Regions from separate parts of the Sus scrofa genome. Here region 2 is linked to region 1. Evidence: chromatin contacts called from public Hi-C data. All regions are on one chromosome and are shown on one strand. The core of a region is the stretch at or near the end of the contact, and the rest is flanking DNA. Distances in the headings are between cores, read along the strand shown. Region 1 overlaps SLC37A2 (glucose-6-phosphate exchanger SLC37A2). Region 2 overlaps PKNOX2 (homeobox protein PKNOX2).

Region 1 (2,555 bases), core at 24-2,523:
TGTGGGCAGGGAGGGCCTGGCTGGGGCCCCCGTCTGATGCTGTGCTCCCCACAGGTGCGGCTCTGGGGCCTCTGCTGGCCGGGCTCATTTCCCCCACAGGCTGGAACAATGTCTTCTACATGCTCATCTCTGCCGACATCCTGGCCTGCTTGGTAAGAGTTTTGGGGTGCACAGAGGGGGTTGGGGAGGGGTCCTGCCCTGCCAGGCCAGAACCCTGGAGGTCCAAAGCATTGCCCACTGGGGCTCTGGGACAATAAGAACAGCTCCCTTTGCTCAGAATCACTGCCTCCCATGGGGGACCCCCAACAAAATGAAACCGTGTGCCAATCCAGCAGTCACCCAGCACCGGGGATTCACCACTCGCTCCAGGCTAATGTTGCCCCCCACCTCTCTGTGCCACCGCCTCCCCTCAGCTCCTCTGCCGGTTGGTGTACAAAGAGGTCCTGGCCTGGAAGTCATCCCTGCACCGAGACAGAGGGTGAGTCCTCGGAGAGCCGAGCCCCGCTTCCCTTCTCCTGGGCATCAAAACCAGCGCTCTGTTGTGCTGTACCAGTCTGAGCCCAGCTCCAGCCTGGACCTCAGGAACGTGGAGTCGGACTCCGAACGCGCTCCCTGAACCCCCCTGCCTGGCACCACTAACCTGTCCTCTGTTGTCCCCATGTGTCTCCGTAGCTCTAGTGTGGCCCTAACCCATGCGCGATAGTATTTTCCTCAAGTCCCATGACTTTTGTGAGTATTTTCTTCAAGTCTGTGACTAATGTGCGTTGGAGTGCATGCTAAGCCTCTCTCCTCCAGATTTTTCTGACTTCCTCTTTTTCCTTGGGTGCCAATTCCAGACTCTGCCCCCAAGCAGAGCCTGGTGCTTGGGAAGGGTTTCCTAAGGGGCCTGAGCCTCTGTGGAGGTTGGCAGCCTCTTCTTCTCCTTGGGGAGAGCAGTAGGGCTCTGGATGCCCCCCTGGGGACAGAGGAGGCAGCGTCCAGGGAAAGAATTTTCCCTTGGAAGGCGGGCTCTGAGCTGTCTGCACCTCCCAGAGCTCAGAAACCGAGGCCATCTGGCGCCTCTGCCTGGGGTGTGCAGAAAAAAGCAACTACCAAGCAAAGCCTCTGGAACAAAACCCCAAACTGGCCTGCTGCTCTTTGCCTGTTGCCCAGTGGTGGTGGGTGTGGAGGCTGCACGGACAGGCTTGCGGCCGAGGCAGAGGCTAGGAGCTGGGCTGTGCAGCTGGTGCTGAGGTCGGCAATGTTCTCTCAGGGCCTCTCTGGCTCTCCTTAGGAAGCTCTTGCTAATGAGGCGCTGCCAGAGCTGTGGACCTGGTCTGGCTGGTAAAACCACTGAGGTCATGGTAGCCAGCGCTCTATCTGGGAAGCACTTCCCTTAGAGGAAGGCATCATCTGGGCTCAGAGGGAGAAAAATGGAGGGCTGGAGCCATTCTGGAGTGTCCTGCCCTGTCCTAAGGAGGCAGAGGATGGTGGGGCGGGGGGAGGGTGTTGGCACCTGTGACTAGTGCTCCTTCCACCTGCCATCCTCAGGCCAGGCCCAAGGGGACATCAGGAGGGGGCAAGTGAAGCAGAAAAGGAAAAGAATGCATGTTGAGTAAGCGTCTGCTCTGAGCCTGAGTTGAGTCTGACTGTGGATACACCTGCTTACCTCTCAGCAGCCTTGAGAGGAAGGTGTTCTCACTTAGAGGTGAGAGAACAGAGGCTCAGAGCTCCCATAATACACCTTGGGCCTTCAGCTGGTCCCAGCAGAGCCTGAATTTGCCCCCGGATGTGAGAAGTTTGCTTTTCTCAGCACTGCTGCCATCCTGAGTCCTTCTCTGCAGAAGGCCTGTGTGTGGGGAGTGGAGTCACTTGCTGGGGCAGAGGGAGCACTGGGCTTGGAACCAGAAACGCTGGACAATCCTGACTTCTTTGCTCACCTGCATCTCTAACACCTTGGGCACCTTCCCTGAACTTCTGTGTCCTTATGTGTCAAAGGGGGAATGCTTATTTCTAAATCCCTGAGAAGGCTGACTTCAGGCTGCTGCAAGATGGGACATGTGATACTGCTCTGCCAAGTGTCAAACTCGGTACCAACATCGTAAAGGTTTTAACATGATTCTGGCTTGGTATTCCCTGCTGAACAGGTGACAGGGAGCCCTAGTTATACTGAACTGGGATGAAAGGCCATTATTATTAATTTTTGCCTTTTAGGGCCACACCTGCGGCAAGTGGAGGTTCCCTGGCTAGGGATCTAGTTGGAGCTGTAGCTGCTGGCCTATACCACAGCCACGGCAACACGAGATCCAAGCTGCATCTGTGATCTACACCACAGCTCATGGCAATGCCTGATCTTTAACCCACAAGCAAAGCCAGGGATTGAACCAGCAACCTCATGGTTCCTAGTCGGATTCATTTCTGCTGTGCCATGATGGGAACTCCTGAAAGGCCATTATTAAGGGACCATGGAACCCACCTTCCCAGTCCCCACCACTGGGGCCAGGGCTTGTTAACCATGTCTCACTGCCTCTCTCCTCCTTGTGCAGGTATAGAGAAATATGAGGCCCCGATCAGAA
Region 2 (2,555 bases), core at 29-2,528, 330 kb after region 1:
CATTTTAGTTCTTTGTGCTTTTCTCTGTATGCACAATTTTAAGTGGGGGAGGGGAATGGAAAAGAGAGGAATGGAAGAGCAAGGGCAGCTATAGCAGGAGACAGGGGTTCCTGGGGTGACTCCTGTGCCCCTCTCTATCCTAAACCACTCCTTTCTTCCTCTTTAGCATCTCCAAAGTCAGGTATGCCCTGCCACTGAGGGCATCTTAGATGTGATGAGATGTGACTGTTTCAAGGCTTCTCGCCATCCAGGCTGCCTTCCTCTGGCTGGTCTCTGTCCCCACCCCCCAGGTAGCCCCATGCTAAGAAGCCAGCAGACCACGTGACCACCATCGGTCAGGAGGCTGTGCTGACCCCAGTGCAGTGCTGGTCACAGTGGAAAAGTGAGAAAAGAAAGCCGGCTCCGAGCCCTGCTCCACAGGCAGCTCCAACTCATACCTGCAGGCTGCTGCCTCCTGCTTGTTGCTGCATGGGCTAGGAGGTGGGTGGACCATCTCAGGGTGGGCTTTGCATGAAAGAAGTGGCCAGGGGCCCATGAACCAGCCGGTTCAAGCTGCTTTCAAACCCGGGACCCTGCAAGGAACCCACTCTTCAGATGGAAAGATGCCTTCAGCTTCACTTTAACCCAGATGAAAGTTGAGTCATGGGGCCAAAGGGGGGTGTCAGGGAAAGAAGTTAGATGTCAGAGGAGCTTCCTGAGGACAACTGTGGTGCCATGAAACACCTACTCAGAATAAACACTTCCCTTCCCTGGAGACTGAAGTGTCAATGTCGTGGTGTCTGGGAGGCTATGCTGTGCAGAGTTGGTACAGCACATGTGCTTTGCCTGCGTCATCTCATTCAATCGTCCCTGAAGCCAAGGAGTAGGCACCATCTTGTTATTTCCGTGTTAGGCCAAGGAAGCGAAGGATGGCAGACCTAAAACAATAAATTGCCAAAGTCATACAGCAGGTGAAGTGGTGGGTGCAGGACTTGACCTCTCCTAAGGCCGTGCTCTTAACCACAAGCAGCACTGCCTGGTCCAATGAGGCCCCACGCTGGCCCTGAGAGGGATCTGCAGCGTTCTGGTCTATTCTGTATCTGTCCTAGAGGGCTGCTCGCTATGCCCTTCCCTCCCGATTCTAGAGGAGTTCCTCCAAATAGTGATCAGAGAGCAGGCATCAGGGCTTGATGGCTTTCCACTGTCTCACTGGATTCCCCTCCCCGCCCTTAGCCCCAAGCCTTTCCAATTGTGCTAAAAGTAGCGCTGACCGAACCGACAGCCATCCAGCAGCCAGGACTATTTTGACTCTGTCCTCAGGAATCATCTGGTCTGAGCCGTGTACAAGCTGGACTGCTCCCATGAGCACTCAGATGTGGTGCCAGGAACGTTCTGGCCACCACACCTGTCCCCAAAGGCTGCCACTCACCCCACCACGTGCCTCCTGAGAGGCTGGTCCCAGGAGGGGCAGGTGGTGGGACTTGCACCACAGGAGGATAGTGGTCTGTGTTCTTATTCATAAGAGACCAGCCCATTTCAGGGACACTGTCCATCATCCCTCTCCATTAAATGGGAGCACATTAACCTATGGATTTATGACATCCAGTGGTGGGAGAGATTTGCATCTGACTGGCTTGAACATAAGTCCTAGTGCGAGGCTCCTGCCAGGCAGGCCCAGGCCCTCCTCTACTAAGATGGCTTGACCCATTCTTCAAAGTCCAGCTGATGTCCCACCTCCCTAGGGAAGTCTCCCCTGACCTCCCTTGCCACCCCATGGGCACTCACACACTATGTTTTACTAGTGCTTTTGGCTTTTGCCTGCAGCCTTTCCCTCTAAGCCGTGAGCTCCTAAGGGCAGGTCTTTCACTTGCCGGCCCGAAGGATGTAGCAGCTTCCCGGCATCTGTGGGTGATGACGGGCACATTTGGCAAGGCCGGCCTAGCTCTCACAGGAGACAAGTCAGCCAGCTCCTTCTCATGCTGCTCCACTCATCTGTTTCATACACGAATGCAGAATACTACTCTGCCTCTTACTAATTGAGACACTGGAGATACAAGGCCTACTAAGATGGGGTCCCTGACTGAGAGCAACTCCCAGGATAGTGGGAGACATGGATAACTATAGAGAGGGCTAAAGGTAATTATTCAAATGCCCCAGTGACCAGCTTTGCCCTGGGAGTGGGAAAAGGCCTCACAGAGGACTTGATCTCTGATAGGTCTTTGCAGAAGCTCAGAAACACAAGCAGTGAAAAAGTGGGAGAAAGAGCATTCCAGAGGAGGGAACCGCATGTGCAAAGGGATGAAGGCACGAAGGCACAAAGAGCCTTAGGAGGGCCCGGGAAGGCCAACAAGTGGCCATATTTTTTACTGTGTTCTCAGACCAGCTCATCATGAAGAGAAGCCCAAGGAGATGGCGAGTCCGTGGAGCACGGGGCTTGAGGGGGTAGTGCTTGGCCACCACCCTCCCCTGAATGTGCCAGAACACACCGAGCCCCTCTTCTTCTGTCCCTGAGGCCTGCAGTCTCTCCTCCCCACCTCTCTCTGTTCCTTCCCAGTTAGGATGAAATTGGCTCCTGT

The links. Hi-C and Micro-C count contacts between places; a contact is called where the count stands out from the background.
Region 2: a contact with region 1 is called in a Hi-C map of skeletal muscle, with 6 times the contacts expected there. The contact joins two enhancer-like sites. A contact is called at or near these places in 14 of 47 Hi-C or Micro-C datasets (adipocytes, embryonic fibroblasts, fetal heart ventricle and 8 more) and 1 of 2 datasets of contacts at active chromatin or transcription factors (skeletal muscle).

The regions. Positions count from the first base shown.
Region 1 is chr9:52,267,883-52,270,437 of Sscrofa11.1, forward strand. It overlaps SLC37A2 (glucose-6-phosphate exchanger SLC37A2), which reads left to right. Exons shown (of 19, transcript XM_005667471.3): 16 at 55-152; 17 at 414-478; 18 at 673-729; 19 at 2,526-2,555. The coding sequence ends at 703. Among named protein-coding and RNA genes, the nearest start is that of SLC37A2, 32 kb to the left of the region's middle. Within about 2 kb of position 1,274, at least 14 of the 83 cell types and tissues checked have an H3K27ac peak or open chromatin away from gene starts, as enhancers often do. A contact at or near this core is called in skeletal muscle, where this site is marked.
Region 2 is chr9:52,599,958-52,602,512 of Sscrofa11.1, forward strand. All of the region lies in intron 11 of PKNOX2 (homeobox protein PKNOX2), which reads left to right. Among named protein-coding and RNA genes, the nearest start is that of FEZ1, 71 kb to the right of the region's middle. Within about 2 kb of position 1,279, at least 2 of the 83 cell types and tissues checked have an H3K27ac peak or open chromatin away from gene starts, as enhancers often do. A contact at or near this core is called in skeletal muscle, where this site is marked.